Linked DNA regions of Sus scrofa: all the other regions are linked to region 6. A link is a contact called in public HiChIP or PLAC-seq and promoter capture Hi-C data. All regions are on one chromosome and are shown on one strand. Each heading gives the region's core, a stretch centred on a gene start, on an enhancer-like site or on the middle of the called end of the contact. The rest is flanking DNA. Distances are from core to core; before and after follow the strand shown. Region 1 overlaps NSMCE2 (E3 SUMO-protein ligase NSE2). Region 2 overlaps LOC102165543 (a long non-coding RNA gene). Region 3 overlaps NSMCE2 (E3 SUMO-protein ligase NSE2). Region 4 overlaps NSMCE2 (E3 SUMO-protein ligase NSE2). Region 5 has its middle 180 kb from the start of TRIB1. Region 6 holds the start of TRIB1 (tribbles homolog 1). Region 7 overlaps NSMCE2 (E3 SUMO-protein ligase NSE2).

Region 1 (2,700 bases), core at 64-2,563, 200 kb after region 6:
CTTTTGTTAATTTCTGATTTCCTTGTCAGCAGGGACACACAATATTTGTTTCTAATTTTCAAATCAATGTATAACTAAAGTGAGCATGACTCAGTGAAAATGAAATGTATACAGCCCTTATAAATAAAATAAATATTCTCTAATTTCCCAACCAAAGTACACAAGTATCTGATGAAAGAAAATTAAGCTTTGGTACCACTGGAGGGAGAAAAACCTGCCAGCCATCTTCCCAGCACAATGCTTTCCTGTCTTTCTACAGTATCATCTCACGCTCTTTAATAGCTGCCACTTTAAAAGGCTCTCTTTAATTAAATAATTACCTTCTTGGGAAAATACAACTTCATCCTAAAATGACTAAATAGGATTCTCACCTCTCCACTTATTCAAATTTGACCTCTTCTTCCAAGTCTTGTTCAAAACTCATTTTTTCTGTGCAGCCATCACCCTCTTGTTTCAAAGACCCCTCCCTTCTCAGGTGTTAATTATATGAATCACATCCTGGCAGCTGATCATTTGCCTCCTCCCATTCTTTTTCTAATTCAGCAGTACTTAGTTTCTATTTCTCCCATGGCTCTCATTATTTTGCTTTGAATCACAGTGATTTGAAGTACCTGTTTCTCTGCTCCACCAAAAGGACTAGGTCATAGCCATCTGTGTACGATCTTTGATTATGCCCAGTCCTAGACACATCCATCAATAGGGCTTTGTTGGATTAAGTGCATATAGATTTTGCCCATCCAGTAAGAACACAAACTCCTTGAAAGAAAAGAATGTGCCAGATTTCTTTCTTCTCTATACCTAGATACCTAGCCTAGTGTCAGCCCCTAGACAGTTCTTTTTGAATATCCATTTGTTACATGTATATTCAACATATACCATAAAAGAACACCAGTTGTATTTTAATTTCACTTACGCTAAATTATCTCTACAGTTGCTTCGAGAGCTGAATAAACATGTCCCTGATCAAAGGGATGACTCAAAAAGTGAGATTACTTCAATTACCCCCTTGTTTTGAAGGTTGCACATTGAGAAGAAAGGTTAATCTCCTCTCACACCCCCCCCCAACACACGCACACGCACACACACATTCTTTCTCTCTCTCTCTCTCTCTCTCTCTGCCAGTGCTGTTTCAGTAGTTACATAGGATATTTGAGTGTTTCAAACAAACAAACATGAGCTGGGGCAATAAGACTGAAAACCTGGCCACAGTACTTTCTATCTCCTCCCACCAAGAGGCAGAGTCCTCTGTCCCACTCCTTGAACCTGGGCTGCCTGGTGACTGCTTTGACCAAGAGTCTAGCAAAAATTACACTGTGCCATTTCCATGCCGGGGCCTCAGAGATCTACTTCTGCTCTTGAGGATCTTACCTCCCTTCTGCCACTCTGTGGACAAACCTAAACCAGTCTGCTGGAGGATGAGACCACATGGAATGGGGACGAGCTGTCCTAATGGGGGCGGAGGAGGGGGAGCCCCAGACCAAGAAACCCCAAGCCAATCAGGCTGCTTACCGCAGCTGTGTGGCTGAGCCCCCAGCAGGACCAGCAGCAGAATCACCCAGCTAAGCCCAGTCCAAACGGCCAATCCAAGCCAAATAAATGGTTAAGTCACTGCGTTCTGGGGCGGTTTGTTCCACAACAAAAGTTGACGGAGCTGGAGGCCCAACACCATTTTAAACCGAACACTTGCATGGTGTTGCAATGCCAATTCCTATTCCACAGCAGTTTTGCACTTCAGAGCCAATGCAAATCATTTCTATATGTTTACTATTTATTTTTAAATAATCTTAAAATTCTAATTATAGTTGAATAAAATATTCTAACTGCAAGGAAAGCAGAACTTCTAAAAAATTGCTATCATTTTGTTTTCCTATTTCTAATAAATGCGTACACTTCATCTCCATTTCCTTATGCACCATGAGAATTTTTAAAACTACACAATGTGCTTCTTGCTTCAAAATTGGATAGGGGAAGTCTACTTATTAGGGGAAGTCAGATGTGATTTCTACTCTTTATTAAATAACCATATGTGAGAAGGGCAAAAAAAGTAATGAAGAGAACCCTCAATATTACCAACAAGAAAGAGAAACAAAACCAAAAGCACTGACAGAGTTCCTGTTGTGGCGCAGCAGAAACGAATCCAACTAGGAACCACGAGGTTGTGGGTTCGATCCCTGGCCTTGCTCAGTGGGTTAAGGATCCGGCATTGCCATGAGCTGTGGTGTAGGTCACAGACGAGGCTTGCATCCTATCTTGCTGTGGCTGTGGTATAGGCCGGCAGCTGTAGCTCCGATTCAACCCCTAGCCTGGGAACCTCCACATGCCTCGGATTCGGCTCTAAAAAAAAAGTAGAAAAAAAAGGCAATGACTAATTTCACCCCCCATCTTATTAGATTATGGAATTTAGTTTTTGAAATTGAAAAATATGAATAACTTTCAGTTTAGGACTGAGAGATTCGTGCATCTCAGGAAATTCAACTAAAATAAGAAAATGATACTTAGAAAAAAGTCTTTCTCCCTTTACTGTTTTTGGTCCATATGGCCCTTGGTCCTCCTCCCAGACACTGGAGCTTTCCTTGCTGGCTCCTCCTTTTCTTCTTCTCTGACTCCCTTGGACTCGTCCCCTTGCCCCCTTGCATGGGTCATCTACTCCCACAGCTCCAACTCGCACCTGGGAGCATGTAAAGAGCCCTTCTCCTTAGC
Region 2 (2,700 bases), core at 81-2,580, 220 kb before region 6:
CACTCCTGAACCAGAAAATCCCATTTTGTCATAGCGCATACGACTGAAGATACTCCCTGTCAGCTTCCCAGCTGACACTCCCCTGTACCAAGGGGCCATGGGAGACACAAAAAAACAGGAAGCATCAAGGGCAGGGGTATCTAAGGAATGCCCGCTGTGTGCCAGGCACTACACTGGTCACCCAACATGAGCCATCCTAAACAGATGGTCCTTACAAGAGTGACACTGAGGTCAAGATTAGCACACCTGTTCTACAGACAGGGAAATAGAGACTCGGGGAGGCTGGAAGTGATTCGTCAAAGATTCGACTCCACAAGAGATCATTACCATTATGAACAGTGCAGACTCCTGGGCCCCATTCCAGACGGGCTGAATCAGCTCAGAGGTTGGGACCCCAGGAATGTGCTTTTCAAACCGTTTCTCTCCAAGATTTTCCGATGGTGAAAGTGTGAGAACACTGTCCTCCACCAGGGGCTCCGAGTTGGGGACACAAGACCTTCATGCCTCAAAGGTCCAGTAATAGATGACAGTGAGCCAGGATTTGTCAACAGGAGGCAGCTGGTACAGTTGTTAGTGCATAGTCTCTGGAGCCAGGTCTCTGGAGTTCGAATCCTGGCTCTGCAAATACTAGTTGTGTCACCTTGAGCTAGCCACATTCCTCACTGTGCCTGAGCTTCCTCATCTGAAAAACTGCATCAAAAAGAACACCTAGGAGTTCCTGTTGTGGCGCAGTGCAAACGAATCCGACTAGGAACCATGAGGTTGCAGGTTTGATCCCTGGCCTTGCTCAGTGGGTTAAGGATCTGGTGTTGCCGTGAGCTGGGGTGTAGGTCATAGACACAGCTCAGACCCTGCGTTGCTGTGGCTGTGGCGTAGGCTGGCAGCTGTAGCTCCGATTGGACTGGAAACTCCATATGCCACAGGTGAGGCCCTGAAAAAACAAAAGATAAAAAAAAAAAAAAAGAACACCTAGAAGGTTGTTTGGGGAGGATGAATGAGTTAAATGTGTGGAGTTTGGCACAGTGCCTGCCACAGAGTAACAATCCAGCGATGCCGTTGTCATCATTACATGATCAATTGTCCCAAATAACACAAGAAAGAGGAGATTATTTGACACTGTGGCTCCTGAAGGAGGAGGTCAAAGAGCAGCGTTCCAGAGAATTTGAATGGATAAAAAGAGAAGAGCTTAAACAACAGCTCTTTCTTTCATTCCTGAGCTGATCTTACATCACTGTTTGTTATTCCTCAGGAAGTGTCACCAAGAGCAAGTCACTGCAGTCGAGACAGGTCGTGAATCAGTCTGCGAGGCTGAATCACAGCCAGAGCACATCCTCTCCTGGGTCTTGAGGGGAGGAAGATGACAGTTCTCTTTGAAGCGAGGACGGCTTTGCCCAAGAAGGGAGCTGTGTATATTTTTTATGGCCACCAGGGGGAGACAGAGAGCTTAACTGACTTCACAAACTGAACAGTATTCCTAAATTCCTTGAAGATTTGGGCCATTGCCCACTGATTTGTTTTCACTTTTGCTGTTTCCCCTACTTAGAATGGCCCCCATTTAACCCATCATCATTCTCCCAGCCAACTTCTTCATATGCAAACTAACCTCTGGCCAGCCACTATGCCAGGGGCCGAGGGAAGATACAAAGAAATATAAGGCATTTAAGGAACGCTTTGTGTGTACAGGTACTCCACTGGTATCCTTGTAACTACAATGAGGTCATTCATTTTCAAGATTCACTTCATCAGGAATAAGATTCAGGGCACTGTCACTAAGTGCCAGGCACTGTGCTAACATTTCTGTGAATTAGCTCATTTAACTCCCTGAACTACCCAATAAGTAAGTACCACCATTATACCCACTTTACAGCAGAACAGACTGAGTCTTGAGGGAATTAATAACATCTGCCCAAGAACGCAGAGCTAATAAGGGAAATGGAATTCATGTATGAGCCCATGGAGTCTGGTTATAGAACCAAAGCTGAAAACTGGCCACCTCTCTGGTCCTTCCACAAAGCCTTGCCTCTGCCCACACTGTTCTCTCTCTTCTCTGGATTCTGATCTTGTTTGTAAGCAATCCAATGTAGGACTTATACTCATTTCTTCTCTCACACACACTGGCAAATGCCACTCTCCCATCCTACCCCCATCCCACCCCTGCCAGGTATAGAGTAAGTTTCTTAAAGCCAATGATTCTATCTCACCCTTATTTCTATGTAACTACCATTTATTAAGCATCTCTGTATCTGACATTATCAAGGGCACATTTATTCTTTAGATTTGCTGTTTACTAGTCTTCACAGTAACCCTGGCAAGTAAGTAGTAGTATCCACATTTTATAGGTGGAAGATTAAGTCTCAGAAGTTACATGATCCTAGACCACTCACCTACCTGGCAGGTAGAATATGCAGGACCCCAAGGCCTGCAGTCTCTCCATGACCCTCAGCTCCACCTCCCCCTCTGCCTTGCTTGGGGCAGCACCCAGAATGAAGGGAGCCTCAGAACATGAACTCGAAGGCTTCAGTTAAGGTCCCTCACTCTCTGGGATGCAGGTCAAAAGCATCATCTATTGATTCCTGTCCGGTACAGTTCCCAGACTCAGGCCCTCTCCTATTCTCAGTCCTGCCCCTTCTTTGGTGGATTCCATGTTTGAATGTCACTAGTGTAAGAACCATGTCATATTCACCACCATGTCCCCGGAGC
Region 3 (2,700 bases), core at 26-2,525, 250 kb after region 6:
CCCAATTCTCCCACTCTTACAGAGAAAGCCCTTCCTAGAAATCCACACCAACCAAATCCTACACATCCTTCAAGAGCTGAACTCAAGCCCTTCCTGCTTTTAATCTCTACCAGCCTAGAAGGGTCTCAATTTATCTTAACATCTACAGTTGATACTTTGGCGCTTTTAAATATAAACGGTCTTGTCTTCTTATATGAATTTGTCTCACTTCTCCAAACAAACTTTAATCCATTGGAGGGCAAGAATGATGCTTTAATGCTCCTGGAATTCAACAAAGAATTACAGCAACTCTTCCTTCAAGATTCTTATGTGGCCATCATATAAATTTGAAAATCAAACTTTTACCAAACTACAAATTGCCCTGCCTCTGATATTCAATTGAGTCAAAATGTAAAGAAGACATGTAATAGAAATTCATTTGCCTGTTCTATTTTCATTTCACTTTTCCTATGGAAAAATGTTGGCACCAGTGCAGGGCGGGGGGCATTATAAAAGTGATGTTAACGTTCACAGGATGACAATTTCAAAGAGGAAAATATTACTGTACACCTCTGCAAGCCTGGAAAGTGACTGCCATGATTAAAAATATACATATAATAATAATAACAGCTGTAACTAAGACTTGTGTTATGCGCCGAGATCGTACTGAACACAATATTTACATTAAACCTCACAGCAACATTAAGAGATAGGTAGCTTTATCTCTGCTTTACATATAAGAAAACCGAAACACTAAGCAGTTGAAGTAACTTGCTCTAGGACACAAAGGTTGTGAGCGGCAGAGCTACGCCTCCAACTCAGACCTTCAAGGTGCAACGTTTGCACACTTGTCCGCCTGGACTAAAAGGTGCTTAAACACAAGAAGGACAAGCAGCTCCAACGCCTCCATAAATATCCAGGGAACAAACCCTCGGGGCAGGGGGAAGAAGAAGACTGCCATGGCCCTGAGCTTCATCTCAGTTCCAGGTGGCCTGTTCCAAGTAGGACACTAGCCAATGCCACTCAAATGCTAACAGGCCTGATCCAGGAAAAGCTTTTCCAAATTCCTAGCCGAGGAAACCGAGGACAAAAAGGAAATGCTTTTCCCCTTTGAGAAGATTACTAAATTTTAAGGTTGGTGAAGAGAGTGGTCTTCCCCGTCCACGAGGCTTACTGGAGGGGCTGTAAGAGCAATCAGGACACTCACTGAATGCCAGGAGAATAACTAAGTCAGCTCTAGCTGCTGGTAGGTCAACCTGCACCAGGCCAAGAACACCAGCTGCAACAGAGATGGCAGCAGCAGCCACTTGATGGCAGCAGCAGAGAAATGTTTAAGGGGAAGGGAAAGGGCCCTGGAAGGCTCCAGCTGGCAAAGATACTTCTGAGTGTCAAAACCATTTCCACTACCTATGCTTTTGACTGTCCTTGGCTGGCCAAGTGGGGTCTGAGTCTAGGAATAGACTCATTTCTTCAATACGCTTTCATTCCCTATAATCGACCCTTGCTTATGTTAATCAAATGAACCTAAGTGATACCCTGCAACATACCTCTTTCAGCCAATGAGTGCGTGGGGCCGTCTCCTGGAGAGAGTGGGGAGGCTCGGTGAGAGCTGTGTAACACATCTGGCACACCAATTAAGCGAGTGCTCCAAGAAGTCAGTTCAGTAGTAGCTGAAATACAGCCCCCTACCCCTGCCCCAGCAAATCAAGTCCAGAGGGTGCAGATTATCTTTGATTTATATTATAAAAATATAAGTGCTTCTGTAAGTACGCCAGTACCACAGCTGTCCTCCTGCAAATCTGGTTTGTCTATACCCTGTGAGCCCGCTCAGCACTCTCCCGAATGTCGTGGGCTGCTAATGGTACCCAAAGAACTCAGAAAGTGTTATTTAGACCAGGAAGGGCCATAGAATTAAACCCATTCTTTAAAGACAGTTTCTGTTTCGTTTAGCTTTTTCCTGTTCAGTGGTAAACCCTAAGAAAATACAAAGAATGATAATAACTGAAGGAGGGCTTCATTTTAGACTGAAGTGCTCTGATATTTACATAAGTATCTGAATGGATGCAGTTGGCCTGTATATGAGTCTCCTAAAGTCATACAAACGTGTAATTATGCGATCCAGGCAGCCACGCTAACCATGTAACCATGTAACCATTAGACATGTCGCCTGTTACTTAACGTCAAAACGCTCTAACAGTGGTATTATAACTATTACTATTCTCTCTTTTGAAGTGTTGAATAAGGCATTGAAGTTACATGATCAGTAAAACATTAAGCAGAAATGGGTGATTATGTGTTGCAATCAAATTCAACTTAAAATTCATGGGACTTCAATGAGAGGAAGATGATAGCTGAAGCAGGAACAAGAAAGCAAAATAATTACATGAAAACAACGCGGGTTATCTTGAATATAAAAGACTAGGGCAAAATGAGGGAGAAGAGATAGACCTGAATAAGGAGAGGAATGGAGATTTAGCTATTTTTACAGATGTAGGCAGACTCAGGTGAGACACACTCCAGGTCTTCTGTGGCTAAACCATGCAGGTAGTAAGCCTGTAACACTGTGCTAATTCTTATGCAGCACAGTATGGACTCGTGAGCACTTATCCAGGGTGAGTTCCAAAATTGCCTAGTGTCTATTCCCACCTTATTTGCTCAACATAACACCACAGTCTAGGTCACTGGTTTAAAAAATGGAGATAGGAGTTCCTGTTGTGGCTC
Region 4 (2,855 bases), core at 43-2,542, 140 kb after region 6:
TTCACAGCCCCCTGAGGAAGATTGTTTTTAACCCAAAGTTATAATATACAATGTTAAATATGCCTAAGAATTAGGTACAAATGACACAGGAGAGTCAGGGAACAGGGGACAGGGTAGGAGAGAAACTGGGGAAAGTTTCATGGCAACTGCAACGAGAGTTGAATCAAAGGACGTCACATTTTTCCTAAATGGTATGAAAGACACTATTCTCTGAAGCATATGTGAAAACGAAGAGAGGAGTGAAGAGTCCTTTCCAGCTTAGCCATCAAAATCATACAGGATAAAAGCAAAAATAGGGAAAAGGGGGAAAAAGAAATGGATCAGGTGCTGAAGCCACCTGGGATAACTTATTCTATTATTATCTTCATTCTCTTCGGATTGGCCAGAAAAATGTCAAGACCAATCAAGCACAAATAGATTCCTATCATTAGAAGTCTAACCCTAGTTAGTGAAACTGAAGATTCATTTATCCTATAGAAATCAGTCTAGTCATGCAAATAAACATGACCAGAACTGGCAATGTTCTGGCCCCCAAAACATTTGCCCAGTGGAAAACTGGTAGCTGATATCCAGTCAATTGGGAGAGGAACTTGCCTCACAATTCAGAAAGCAACTAGTTTTTATTTTATTCTTTTTTGTGTGTCTTTTTAGGGCCACACCTGTGGCATATGGAAGTTCCCAGACTATGGGTCGAATCTGAGCTACAGCTGCCAGCCTACGCCACGGCCACAGCAATGCCAGATCTGAGCGGCACCTGGGACCTACACCACAGCTCACGGCAACGTGGGATCCTTAACTCACTGATCGAGGCCAGGGATCAAACCCTCGTCCTCATGGATCCTAGTTGGGTTCATGACCACTGAGCCACAATGGGAACACTAGCAACTAGTTTTTAAAACCTAGTCGTGTCTTTAAAAAAGTAGGTGAACTAAAAATAAAATCACTACATTGACAGGAATTAAAATGAAATCAGTACTAGGAACTTTCACTGAATGTTTAAAAACCCTGTTGTGCTACTTGATCTTGGAACCGCCTCAGTTTTAGTAAATGAGTTAAAACATTTTTTGGTTTCATTTTCATTATTTGTCTGTTGTGAAATCTTGAATGCTTGAAGTTTTCCACTGCGCTCAGGTTCCTCCACCTATCAAACCGTAGGGGTTAGGCTTCACCTGGATGCTGGGGGCGAACAGGGAGGAGTCATGGGGTCGGGAAACCTTCCTTGAACCCAGGTGCAGAGGCCCCTTCTCAAGAGCTCTGCAAGTCCCTGGAGAGTGACATCACCACGTCGGTGAATCACCGGCAGTCCCATCCATCTTGCAAAAGGAGAGGAACTTGAATGCAGCATGAGTTATGCTGAACAGGGCAGAAGAGGCACCTGGGGCGGTTGGGGGGGTGAGGTGTGGGGGAGGGCTTGAGAAAACTGGGCACCTACCAGCTCCAGGTGCCATCAGAGCACCAGCAGGTTCTCAAGAAATGACCACATTCAAGAGATCTCAAATTCTCACACATAATACAGCAACCCAATTCCACAGGTATAGAAACTACGTCATGGAAGGGCACCAGCTGACTCCAATCCACCAATGGAGCCAGAAACAGGGCTAGAATTAAGAAACGAGCCTCCAACTTTTCTGCCCACTTCCTAGCCCACTCCAGTGACCTGAAAGGCACACTTCAGAGGACAGTGATGAATCACAATCATACTGCGGTAGGAAGAATTAGATAACAACCAGTTGCAACTTCAAATATGTTCACAAACTGTAGGCTGGAAAGGTAGTTTTAAAACCCACTTTTCAATTCTTTTGAACTAAAACCAAATTTAGGACGCTACAGAAAGGCAGTTCAAACAAAAGCTAATTTTGTTTAATGAACTAACCAGGAAGGCATTGTGAAAGTCTTGTGCAACTAAATGCTTAGCTAATTACTGTGAGATCAAATAACTGTTACCATAGTTACCGCACACTGTTTTCCATAATAACTTTTATCACTTCAATAAATCTTTGTGACGCAACAAATATAAAAAGTTTACTGTAACATGACTATAATGTTTTGGAAGGCACACACTGATGACTGACCTCTTGAAATTACCTGCCCATATTTGTCAGTGAACAAGGGCTGATAGTGTGTCTAGTTGACTCCAATATCAAAATGTTTCACTGGCTTCTTGTAAGAGGCTGTAATTCCTCAAAAGTTGAATTTACCTGGTCCAGTCATTCAACGGAAAAATCAAAAGGCCCTTAGAGCATTACATCTTGTCTCTGAATGAGCTTAAAAATAACAGCAACCATTTATGAAGCCCTAATTGTGGGGTTCCATGCCAGGCAGCTGACATACATCATTATCTAATCCTTCCTACACTGCTGCTGGAAAGAACCTGGTGTGGTGTCATCCAGCTTCCTCTTGGGAGAGATTTCAACCCAGGTCTACTGAGCTCCAAAGCCAGTTTTCTTTCCACTATACCACACAGCTTTATATGTACACAAAAAAACCCAAAAAACAAAAAAAACAAAAAAACCATTTCTATAATTATTTTCTTGCTGCTATGTGTAGTGTTAAAGCTCCAGTGAACTGCCACAGAAGACTCCCTGATACAAGGCCTGGCTGGTCAGTTAGCTGAAATGATGTCACTTCACTGGATGTCACTGGAAATTGGAAATTCCTTCCCTGGATATACTGGAAGACTTAGTTATATGACTATTTCCAGCAACATCCCCCAACCTCCTGGGGGGCAGTGGGACTTAGTCATTTTGTTACTTTCACTTTTTCCTTATCTTGCCCTTTCCTAGAATTAAATGCTAAGATTTTTGAATACGTGAAGTCACAAACATGGCCTAAGAAGTTAAGATGGACAATAAACA
Region 5 (2,912 bases), core at 168-2,667, 180 kb before region 6:
CTTGCCATCGGTGAGCTCCAATTTTAGCAACCAAGCATCCCCATAGAGAGGAACTACTCATCTACCCCAAAATGAGAATGAGGACAAATTTCCTGGGAACTTAAACCAAAATGCAATTTGGGAGTGAATGCAGAAAAAGAAACCGAAATACACTTTCTGTTCTGCAGGTCGAAACACAGAGCTGTAGTTCCTCAAAACTTAACCCTACCTCCCAGCTGAAGAGAAGAGGAAATCAAAGTCTGTACAGCTCTGGCAGCAGTCATGCTCCAGAACTCTTCATGAAGCTTCCCTACCCTGCAGAGTCGGAAGTGACTCTTCCCCATCCCCCACCCATGCTCCTGTCCCTTGTTCCAACTGGCACATCCCACCGGGTCATTCACACGGGCAGCACCATGCCCGCCATGCCCCCACTTGGAGGGGGGATAATTTCCACCAGCTGTAGTGTGAATGGCGCCCCCTGAGTTGGGTCCCACTTCTGCCAGAACATCTTGCGGATGGCCATGATTTAAGGCTGACACTTACAAGGAGGCCACAAGCTCCTAGGTGAGTTCCTGTGACTTCTGCGTCCCTGGCACCCAGCACAGTGCCTAGTATGGAGTAGAATCTCACTAGAAACTCCTAGGGATTTCAGAAGCAATGAATGTGAAAGGAGAGTCAGCACCCCACTTAGACAGGAAGTAAGCAATTACTTTAAATAGGAGCAGCATCCTAATTAGAGTGTGGATTGTTCTTGAAATAACCTTAGATACTTTATTAGCACCATGCTGTAACCAACTGAACTAACCGGCCGGCCCGTGTGAAATAACCTTAGATATTTTAAAGGGTAGATATAACATAGTGATTAAGATCTCTGGGTCCGAAGTCAGAAGGATCTGAGTTTGAATCCCTGCTCCACAACTGCTGAACCATATTCCCAAACCTCTCTAAGCCTAGGTTTCCTCATCTGGGAGGGCCCACTGAGATCACACCTTAGCCCACTGCCTGATACACAGTAATGTCTTGGTTGTAATGACAAAGTTATGTTGTTATGGCAATTAATCAAAAACTAAACATTAATCCTAAATGGCACATTTTAGTTATCAGTACTCATATCCCCCAAGAAGGAATATGCTGAAGACGTATTGAGTGCTCAGTTAATGTTTATTGAATGACAGAGAATGAGCAAGAGACAGAGAGAATGAGAATGAAGGTGGGGGAAGGTACTAAACCAGGAGTCAGAAGAGATACAGCTTCAGATCTGACATCACTAACATTGTGACTTTGAGTCAGTACCTGTCTGGATCTCAAATTGCTCCTTCTTAAGATTGAAGGGTATCAGATGGTGTCTCAGGTCCCTTCTCCTGGAACCCTTCCCCCAGAGAGGAGCCCTGTAGCCCCTGATCATTTTTGCAGTGTTCCCTCAGATCCTGCAGGTGGTGCTACTGAGTTAAAAAGAGAATTGTTTTTTTTTTTCAGCTTGGTTCCAACTGCCAAGTCTCTGCACCAACAACAGACTGGGAATTAGGGAAATGACTGACTTGTTGCTGAAAATGCCTGGGGCAGTAAACGAATCATTCCATTTCCTTTCTTCCCTAGTTGGCCTCTCCCCGGTGCCATGAAAACTTCAGGCCCTGGATTCTAAGTCCAGTTCCACCACTTCCTGGCCAGTGACCTTGGGCAAAGGCATTTGCCTTCTTGGAGCCTAGTCTTCAAAATGAGGCAAATAATACGGACACCCCTGGAGCCCTGGGAACATTAAACAGTGGTTATCAAATAGAAGAGTCCAGTGCCTGGCACATAGTAGGTATTCAAAAAATATCCATTCCTCTTTCATTCGTAAGGACTATGGCTAGTGCTTGAGAAGTAAGGAGCAATGTGCAGTAACAGAGTAATGAGATGAGCTTCCTAGGAGAGTCAGCATGAATCGAACCTTGTAGGATGGGGAGAGTTTTCCGGACGGATCATGAATTGTTGAATAAAGCCAATTAGATCTTCACATTTACTCAGTTGAAGTTTGGGGGGTTTTGTTTTTAGTTTTTTATGGCTGCACCCATGGCATATGGAAGTTCCCGGCCCAGGGATCAAACTAGCCGCTCTGCAGTGACCCAAGCTGCTGCAGTAGGACCTACTGCACCACAGCAGAAACTCCATTTTTTCGTTCCTTTTTTTTCTTTCTTTTTAGTGTCGCACCTGCAGCACATGGAAGTTCCTGGGCTAGGGGTCAAATTGGAGCCGCAGCTGCAGGCCTACACCGCAGCCACAGCAACATGGGATCTGAGCCACATCTGTGACCTACTCAAGCAGCTCACGGCAATGCCGGATCCTTAACCCACTGAGCAAGGCCAAGGATGGAACCCAAATCCTCATGGATACTAGTCAGGTTCTTAACCCACTGAGCCATGACGGGAACTCCCTGAATTTTGTTTTTTAACCCAGCGCAGTGGCCGCTGCACTCCAGTAGGGCAGAGTCTAGTAAGAGCAAGGCTTAGGATGGAAGTGACTGCAACAGAGGGAATTAGTCCTGTCCTAATGATGACGATGGTGATAACACTAAATCCCGGTGGGATTTGTGAATGGGAAGCGCTGGGTAAAACTGGCTCTGTGTTCAATCCTCCTCACAGAGACGCGGTCACTGTCTCTAGTTCTACTTGAGGAAACACACCGCCTCTCTGCAAGTGACGCAGGTGGGGTCTGAAATCAGACTGGAGGCTACGCTGGATGTGCAGCGCTGGGGGTACAAGGAAGAAGCAAGTCCACACTGTCGGTAGGTGGGAGGGAGGCCCGCAGAAGGAGGCCCGCAGAGGGAGGACACAAGACTCGGAGGTCTGGACGTGGGAACAGGGCATCGACTCTGCAGAGAGGCCTGCAGCGCTGAGCTCTGGAGTTCAGCCTGTTCCCGGAGAGGACGGGACTCACTGCAGGGTTCCAATCAG
Region 6 (2,894 bases), core at 364-2,863:
CGCCACACGCTAAACTGGGCATTAAGGAAATCATAGAGAAAAAAAACTGAGGACCGCACTTCCTCTTGACCGCCAAGACCCCATTATACCACTCCATCCGAACCCCTCAATCCCTTATAGTGAACCCGGTCCAATGCTACCTTGCCGGACTCAAACACACTTATCCGCCTTGCCCTAAGCCCAAGCGCTGGTGGCACCTTCGGCCCCCGGGCGTCGTCTGAGGAAACCCCAAATAACTCTGCTGCCACCGTGTCTCCCCACCCCGCGACCTCCGCTCGGCCTCGGCCTCCGGGTGCCTACCTTGCAGCGCAGCTCGCGGCCCGTGTGGATGCACAGCGCCCGGGACACATGTTCGCGCTCGGCCAGGGGCAGCAGCAGGTAGTCGGCGATGCGGCTGGGCCCCGGCGCGCTCCCGGAGCCGCCGCCAGCCCCGGGCGCGGCGGGCGGAGGCTGCGGGCTGCAGGGAGAGCCAGGGGGGCTGAGGTAGTCCGGAGGGTTTGAGCACTCGGAGAGACGTGGGCACTTGGCCGCCACCGCCGCCGCGTCGTCCGCGTCCAGCAGGCGTTTGGCAGGAGCGCCCCGGCCGGCCGGGAGCAGCAAGGCCGGGGCTCGGGGCTGCGAGACGCCGCTCATAGCAGAGCGCACGGGACCGACCCGCATCCCGTCCGGCGCCGGGACGGCCCCGGCTTTGTACGTCCTCGGATCGGCGCGGGAAGGCGCGACGGGGTCGGCGCCGGCGCCGCGACGTATTCCAGCCCGCAGGATGGAGTTTGCAGACGGAGCTTGGTTCGGCCCCCACGGGGGGCAAAGCCGGAGCCTCTCCCCGGCGCTGGCGGTACACGCGAGAACCACCGTGGCTGCGCGTCCCGGGGTGGGAGGCCGGCTCGGGTCCTCAGACCCCCGCGGTATCGGCTCCGGGCACCTGGCAGGGGGCGGCCGCCGCTATTGTTGTCGAGGCTGCCGACAGTCAGGGAGGCAGAGGTGGCGGTGGCTGGCCTTACCGAGGTCCGAAACAGCGAGTACAGGATTCCGCAGGCTCGGCGGAGCCACGGAGCAAATGCACTTCCCAAAGCAATAAGTCTCGGGGCCAAAGCCGGAGCAACTTTTCCGCGGCGCTCGGGATCCTGCGCGCTCCGGGCTCCCGGCGTGAGTGTGCCCGAGCGAGACGCGCTCAGAGAGAGTGACTGAGTGTGAGTGAGTGAGTGTGTGCGCAGCACCGATCCTGGCCAGTGCACTCCTCCTTCTCCTTTTCCTCCACCTCCTCCGCCTCCCGGTGACTCACGCTGTATACACACATACACTCACAGGCCGGGCTGTGTAAACAGTTGGGAAGCCGGGTTGTGCAATGAGGTGGCTGCGACGACTCGGGCCCTGCCGCTGGGCGAGCAGTCACCGGAGAGGGGGGGGGGAGGCTGGGAGGAGGGAGGAGGAGCTGGGTCGGCGGGGGCGATGGGGGTGGCCCGAGGGCTGGGATGCTCCGGGCAGCGCGCGCTCTGGCGCAGGTGGTGTGTCCCGAGCTGGCTGGGGCGCGCGCACACGCCCCCCGGGCTGGGCTAAGCAGGAGGCGGCGCGCGCCCTCCGGCAGGCAGCGGGCTCAAAGCTAGAAGCTGGAGGAGGGGGTGGAGGAAAAGTTCCCGTGACGTCAGGGTCCCCGGGAAGTGGGCGGGAGGGGTGGGGCCGTGGGGGGCGAAGCGACCGCTGATTGGTGCGCGCTCCCCATTCACACCGAGCACAATGGACTGCGGGCGCGCGCACCAAGGCTCGCTGCACCCGCTGCTCGCTGCAGCCGCGCGGTGACGCCTTTTGCCCTGGGGATCTCCCCCCGCAACCGACCGCCCCGCGCCCTGGGACCTCCGGTTGGAGCCGTGGGCGTCGCGAGGCCCGGCGGTAGTCGGCGGAAAGGAAGAGAGAGAAGGTGATGAATTCCAGAATCACTCATTCACCCCCACGCGGTAGTTCCGGGGAAGACCTATGCGTGGTTGTGGATGTGGTTTTTTGTTTTTTTTTTTTTCCTTTTCCTGCCCCCTCCCAGCTCTAATCCCCAGCGTCTGTTCGCTTCCACAAATAGAACCTTCTGTTGGATGAAATAAAAGCAAACACTGGGCCTTCTGCGCTGCCTCCACCTCCACGCCCCTCCCGCGCCTGCCGCCCGCCGGGATTGCACGGAAATAGCTTCTCCAGGCTCCCCGGCCGCCCCTTCGCGGTGACTCGCAGAAAGAGCTTCCTGAGCCGGGGCCGGTGGGAAACAAAGGATGTGGGGAGAGGGCGGAAGGGGCCCACGTGGCCGCCGCTGGATTCTAGCCCCCTCCCCGGCCTCCACACGCCCTGCAGGGTCTGGGGCCCCGGGGCCAGCCCAGCCCAGTTCCGTGGTGGCCGGGTAGCGGAGTGGGAGTCATTCTGCCACCGACAGTGATACTTCCTACACCCGGGCAGCCCTGCCAGGGCGTGTGCGTGCACTCGTGCAACGTGATTGCGGTGAGCGCGAAATGTGTGTCAGACGCTGCACAAAGCTCCATGAAAAAGCAACCTAGAATCTATCGTTTTTCTTTCTTTCAAGAACCAGGTCGATTTGGAGTCCCTGGACACCCAGCGTACATAGCTATTATCAGAATCCCTTCTGCCCTTGTACTAAAAATTTCATTTTCTAAAACCAGGTCGAGCCCCAAGGATAAATTTTTTCCATATTAAATCTCCATTCATTCAGCAAATACTAATGAAGCATCTAGTAAGAGCTAGACGCTGGGGATTAGAAGATTGAGCATTAAAATAATAATAGCTAACGTTAATTGAGGTCTGTAAAATGCCAGGCACAGTTCTTAGCACTTTACACATAGTCACTGCAGTCTTACAGCCACCCCGTTGGGTTATTTTTTGCCCCTTTTCAAGAGGGAGAA
Region 7 (2,890 bases), core at 327-2,826, 240 kb after region 6:
CTTCAAGTCTATAGTCCATTTTTTAGAATCATTCATTTAATTTGATTCTCGTTGCCCAGAGAGATTGAATAACTTCCTTGAACCAAACACTGAATGGTGACAGAGCTGAAACGACAAGGTGGTCACCAGGTCTGAAAGCACAAACAAAATGATTTCAAAATGTGCTGTAATAGTATACCATTAAGCCATTTATTGTGTGTCCACCTATGTTCTAGACCTGGTGGCCACCCTGTAAAATCCAGATCTTCTAGCCATAACCTGTTTTCCTTGATTCCCCGCACATTTTACTCTGAAGTACTAAAGAAGGCGGCAGTTAGAGGAAAATACCATCTTAAATTGGATGACATTAAAAAATGCATAAACCAGCTTTCATATTCTGCTCTCCAACTTAACTTCATAACCACCTGGTGCATGGAGATTAAAAGCAATTACTATTTTCTCCATGCCGACCACATGAAGCCTCACTCTCTCACTTCATCCTCGCGACAGCCCCACATGGTATCATTACCCTCTTTTTACCAATAAAGAAACTGATGACCTTAAGAGGATGAGTCGCTCATCCAGTGTCACACAATGAGACAGTGGAGGAGCAAGGATGAGTCTACGACTTCTGACCCCAGTTGCAGTATTCTTTCCACCACCCCAGTGAAATATGCCTCACATGCTCCATTAAATGCCACCTACTGGCCATACCACTGCCTTCTTCCATGGAGAGACTTCTCCCCCACTGCTTCTAAAATCTGATCATGAATAAATCTGTAGTCTAAGCTGGCAAGAAAAAAGCAGTTCCTCAACTTACGTTAACAAATGCAACTTAGACTACTGCCTAGAGCATAGCAAGCACTAGAGAAATGGTAGGTTAATTATGTAGGTTTATTATTATTATTATGGGAAGACTGAATATACCTCCTTTTTAATATAATGGTTTCATAAACAAAATATTCTTTTCCTCAAGTAGTTCTTTAATATTAACAGAATCCCTTCTTATGCATGTCAAGTGAGTGTGAAGAGTTACTTCTCATTTACTCTTAAACCTTTATCTGTGGAAAATTTATTTATTTATTTATTTTTGTCTTTTCGTCTTCCTAGGGCCGCATCAGCAGCACATGGAGATGCCTGGGCTAGAGGTCCAATCAGAGCTGTAGCCGCTGGCCTAAGCCGCAGCCACAGCCACACCAGATCCAAGCCGTGTCTGTGACCTACACCACAGCTCACGGCAATGCCAGATTCTTAACCCACTGAGTGAGGCCAGGGATCGATCCCATGTCCTCATGGATACTAGTCTGGTTCTTTAACCACGGAGTCATGACAGGAACTCCACCTGTGGAAAATTTATGTGTAAGATTTTAAGCATATTTTATAACCAAGGTTAGACAAAAGCACTCTTACTCCCAACTGAAAACTACAACTCAAAGTGAATTCAACAAACTACATCTGTCCTGAGGCATGGAGATGTCATGAAAAGAGCCTTGAATTACATATCAAAAAAACCAAGGTTCAAGTCACACCTTGAGACTAAGCATGTGACCCAAGCATGTCCCTTAACCTTCCTGGGGCTCAGAGTCCATCATATCCTCCTTACTAACTGGGTAGGTTACTGTGATGATTCAAGGGGTCAGGATTCCAGGAGGGCTCCTCACCCCTCACCCGGGGCAAAGAGAGTTGGTTTCAGACTTTTTTCGTCAAAGGGCCAGGGCACTGAAAGAAGAAACTGATGACATTTCCAAATCTGGTTTAAGCAAACCATCAACAGCCTGCAGGCAGATATCAAATAACCAGGGAAGTCAGAGAATTGAATTCACTAACATCCACTAGGCTAGGCCTCCAGAACAAATGAATCACCAAACTGATACCTATCCCACACATGGGCTTTGTTACAGTTTTATTGAAACTGGATCACAATGCACTGCTTATGATTAAATCTTTTTTTTTTTTTTTTTTTAATTGGCTAGCCTGGAAACCTAGCCACAATGTTATTTCGATGGGAAACTGCATTCCAGGATTCAATTCAGGAATCCAAACGCTGGGAGTCTATCTTTTCTCTTTCCAGCTCCAAGAGCTAACAGCGACTCCCTTCTGATCTTCCTTCACCCTTTGGTGCTGTGGCCATTCAGATATCAGATGTCCGATGAGGACAGGCAAGGTCTAATAACTATATGCCATCTTTCACTTTTTTTCCTTTTTTTGTTACAACACATTCTCTTTTATCTACCATTGCCCGGTGAGGGGCATAGGAAAAATACTATTCTTACTCCCATTTTAGAAATGAGGAAGCTGAAGTACAGAGGTTTACGTGACTTGTCCAAGGTCACAGCCTGGCAGAAAGAGGATTAGAAGCCAGATCTTTATTTCCTAGCCCAACACTCTTATCAACGAAACACCAGCTGCTGAGAAATGGGGAGAAGGAAGTGAAGGTGATTGTGATTTACTGAGACGGACTTTTAACATAATTTCATCTGGCTTTGTGAATGTTCATTAATTTCCTTCTTCATTGTTGCCTGATGAGTTAGTCACTAAAACCATCAGATCAGAAAGTATAAATTGTTTTATATTATTTCCTCATTGTTACCGATAGATGTTCAAGTTTAAGTGTTTCATAATAAAGTGACTCAGAGACTAAGCAAGCCCAATCTACATTAGTCACTTGTTGAACTGTTACGTGAGATTTCCACCAAACTCTTGGGAGGTGGTGAGGCGGAGAAAAGGGGTAGGGAGGGAAGACAGAAATAAACATTTACCAAAAAGATGACTAAATTAAGGACCAAAAATGAATGTAAAATCTACACATTTATCCTTCCAGTTCAAGCTGGGGCATGAGAAAATGAATGGGAGGAGACAGCCCAAGCCACCTATGACCACTTATTCCGAGTTTAGGTGGTTTACAAGAGAT

What was found. Promoter capture Hi-C pulls out the DNA fragments that hold promoters and counts their contacts. HiChIP or PLAC-seq counts read pairs in DNA pulled down with a chosen protein or histone mark.
Region 1: a contact with region 6 is called in a promoter capture Hi-C map of liver, with 3 times the contacts expected there. The contact joins the enhancer-like site here to the promoter of TRIB1 in region 6. A contact is called at or near these places in 2 of 5 promoter capture datasets (fetal skeletal muscle and liver), 6 of 47 Hi-C or Micro-C datasets (blood, embryonic fibroblasts, fetal skeletal muscle and 2 more) and 2 of 2 datasets of contacts at active chromatin or transcription factors (alveolar macrophages and skeletal muscle).
Region 2: an H3K27ac HiChIP or PLAC-seq map of alveolar macrophages shows a contact between it and region 6. The contact joins the enhancer-like site here to the promoter of TRIB1 in region 6. A contact is called at or near these places in 2 of 5 promoter capture datasets (fetal skeletal muscle and liver), 4 of 47 Hi-C or Micro-C datasets (embryonic fibroblasts, epiblast stem cells, fetal skeletal muscle and 1 more) and 2 of 2 datasets of contacts at active chromatin or transcription factors (alveolar macrophages and skeletal muscle).
Region 3: an H3K27ac HiChIP or PLAC-seq map of skeletal muscle shows a contact between it and region 6. The contact joins the enhancer-like site here to the promoter of TRIB1 in region 6. A contact is called at or near these places in 3 of 5 promoter capture datasets (fetal liver, fetal skeletal muscle and liver), 5 of 47 Hi-C or Micro-C datasets (embryonic fibroblasts, epiblast stem cells, liver and 1 more) and 2 of 2 datasets of contacts at active chromatin or transcription factors (alveolar macrophages and skeletal muscle).
Region 4: a contact with region 6 is called in an H3K27ac HiChIP or PLAC-seq map of alveolar macrophages. The contact joins the enhancer-like site here to the promoter of TRIB1 in region 6. A contact is called at or near these places in 1 of 5 promoter capture datasets (liver), 5 of 47 Hi-C or Micro-C datasets (alveolar macrophages, liver and skeletal muscle) and 2 of 2 datasets of contacts at active chromatin or transcription factors (alveolar macrophages and skeletal muscle).
Region 5: a contact with region 6 is called in an H3K27ac HiChIP or PLAC-seq map of alveolar macrophages. The contact joins the enhancer-like site here to the promoter of TRIB1 in region 6. A contact is called at or near these places in 2 of 5 promoter capture datasets (both in liver), 26 of 47 Hi-C or Micro-C datasets (adipose tissue, alveolar macrophages, blood and 16 more) and 2 of 2 datasets of contacts at active chromatin or transcription factors (alveolar macrophages and skeletal muscle).
Region 7: a contact with region 6 is called in an H3K27ac HiChIP or PLAC-seq map of skeletal muscle. The contact joins the enhancer-like site here to the promoter of TRIB1 in region 6. A contact is called at or near these places in 2 of 5 promoter capture datasets (fetal liver and skeletal muscle), 4 of 47 Hi-C or Micro-C datasets (embryonic fibroblasts, liver and skeletal muscle) and 2 of 2 datasets of contacts at active chromatin or transcription factors (alveolar macrophages and skeletal muscle).

What each region holds. Positions count from the first base shown.
Region 1 is chr4:14,500,973-14,503,672 of Sscrofa11.1, forward strand. The region is part of intron 4 of NSMCE2 (E3 SUMO-protein ligase NSE2); the gene reads right to left. Among named protein-coding and RNA genes, the nearest start is that of WASHC5, 96 kb to the right of the region's middle. Within about 2 kb of position 1,314, at least 7 of the 83 cell types and tissues checked have an H3K27ac peak or open chromatin away from gene starts, as enhancers often do. A contact at or near this core is called in alveolar macrophages and liver, where this site is marked.
Region 2 is chr4:14,075,846-14,078,545 of Sscrofa11.1, forward strand. All of the region lies in intron 8 of LOC102165543 (a long non-coding RNA gene), which reads left to right. Among named protein-coding and RNA genes, the nearest start is that of TRIB1, 220 kb to the right of the region's middle. Within about 2 kb of position 1,331, at least 15 of the 83 cell types and tissues checked have an H3K27ac peak or open chromatin away from gene starts, as enhancers often do. A contact at or near this core is called in alveolar macrophages, where this site is marked.
Region 3 is chr4:14,551,511-14,554,210 of Sscrofa11.1, forward strand. All of the region lies in intron 2 of NSMCE2 (E3 SUMO-protein ligase NSE2), which reads right to left. Among named protein-coding and RNA genes, the nearest start is that of WASHC5, 45 kb to the right of the region's middle. Within about 2 kb of position 1,276, at least 6 of the 83 cell types and tissues checked have an H3K27ac peak or open chromatin away from gene starts, as enhancers often do. A contact at or near this core is called in skeletal muscle, where this site is marked.
Region 4 is chr4:14,440,654-14,443,508 of Sscrofa11.1, forward strand. All of the region lies in intron 4 of NSMCE2 (E3 SUMO-protein ligase NSE2), which reads right to left. Among named protein-coding and RNA genes, the nearest start is that of TRIB1, 140 kb to the left of the region's middle. Within about 2 kb of position 1,293, at least 37 of the 83 cell types and tissues checked have an H3K27ac peak or open chromatin away from gene starts, as enhancers often do. A contact at or near this core is called in alveolar macrophages, liver and skeletal muscle, where this site is marked.
Region 5 is chr4:14,116,169-14,119,080 of Sscrofa11.1, forward strand. No RefSeq gene overlaps it. Among named protein-coding and RNA genes, the nearest start is that of TRIB1, 180 kb to the right of the region's middle. Within about 2 kb of position 1,418, at least 27 of the 83 cell types and tissues checked have an H3K27ac peak or open chromatin away from gene starts, as enhancers often do. A contact at or near this core is called in adipose tissue, alveolar macrophages, liver and 3 more, where this site is marked.
Region 6 is chr4:14,296,506-14,299,399 of Sscrofa11.1, forward strand. TRIB1 (tribbles homolog 1) reads right to left here and starts at 1,614. Exons shown (of 3, transcript XM_021088927.1): 1 at 301-1,614. The coding sequence starts at 660.
Region 7 is chr4:14,534,580-14,537,469 of Sscrofa11.1, forward strand. All of the region lies in intron 3 of NSMCE2 (E3 SUMO-protein ligase NSE2), which reads right to left. Among named protein-coding and RNA genes, the nearest start is that of WASHC5, 62 kb to the right of the region's middle. Within about 2 kb of position 1,577, at least 16 of the 83 cell types and tissues checked have an H3K27ac peak or open chromatin away from gene starts, as enhancers often do. A contact at or near this core is called in alveolar macrophages, embryonic fibroblasts and skeletal muscle, where this site is marked.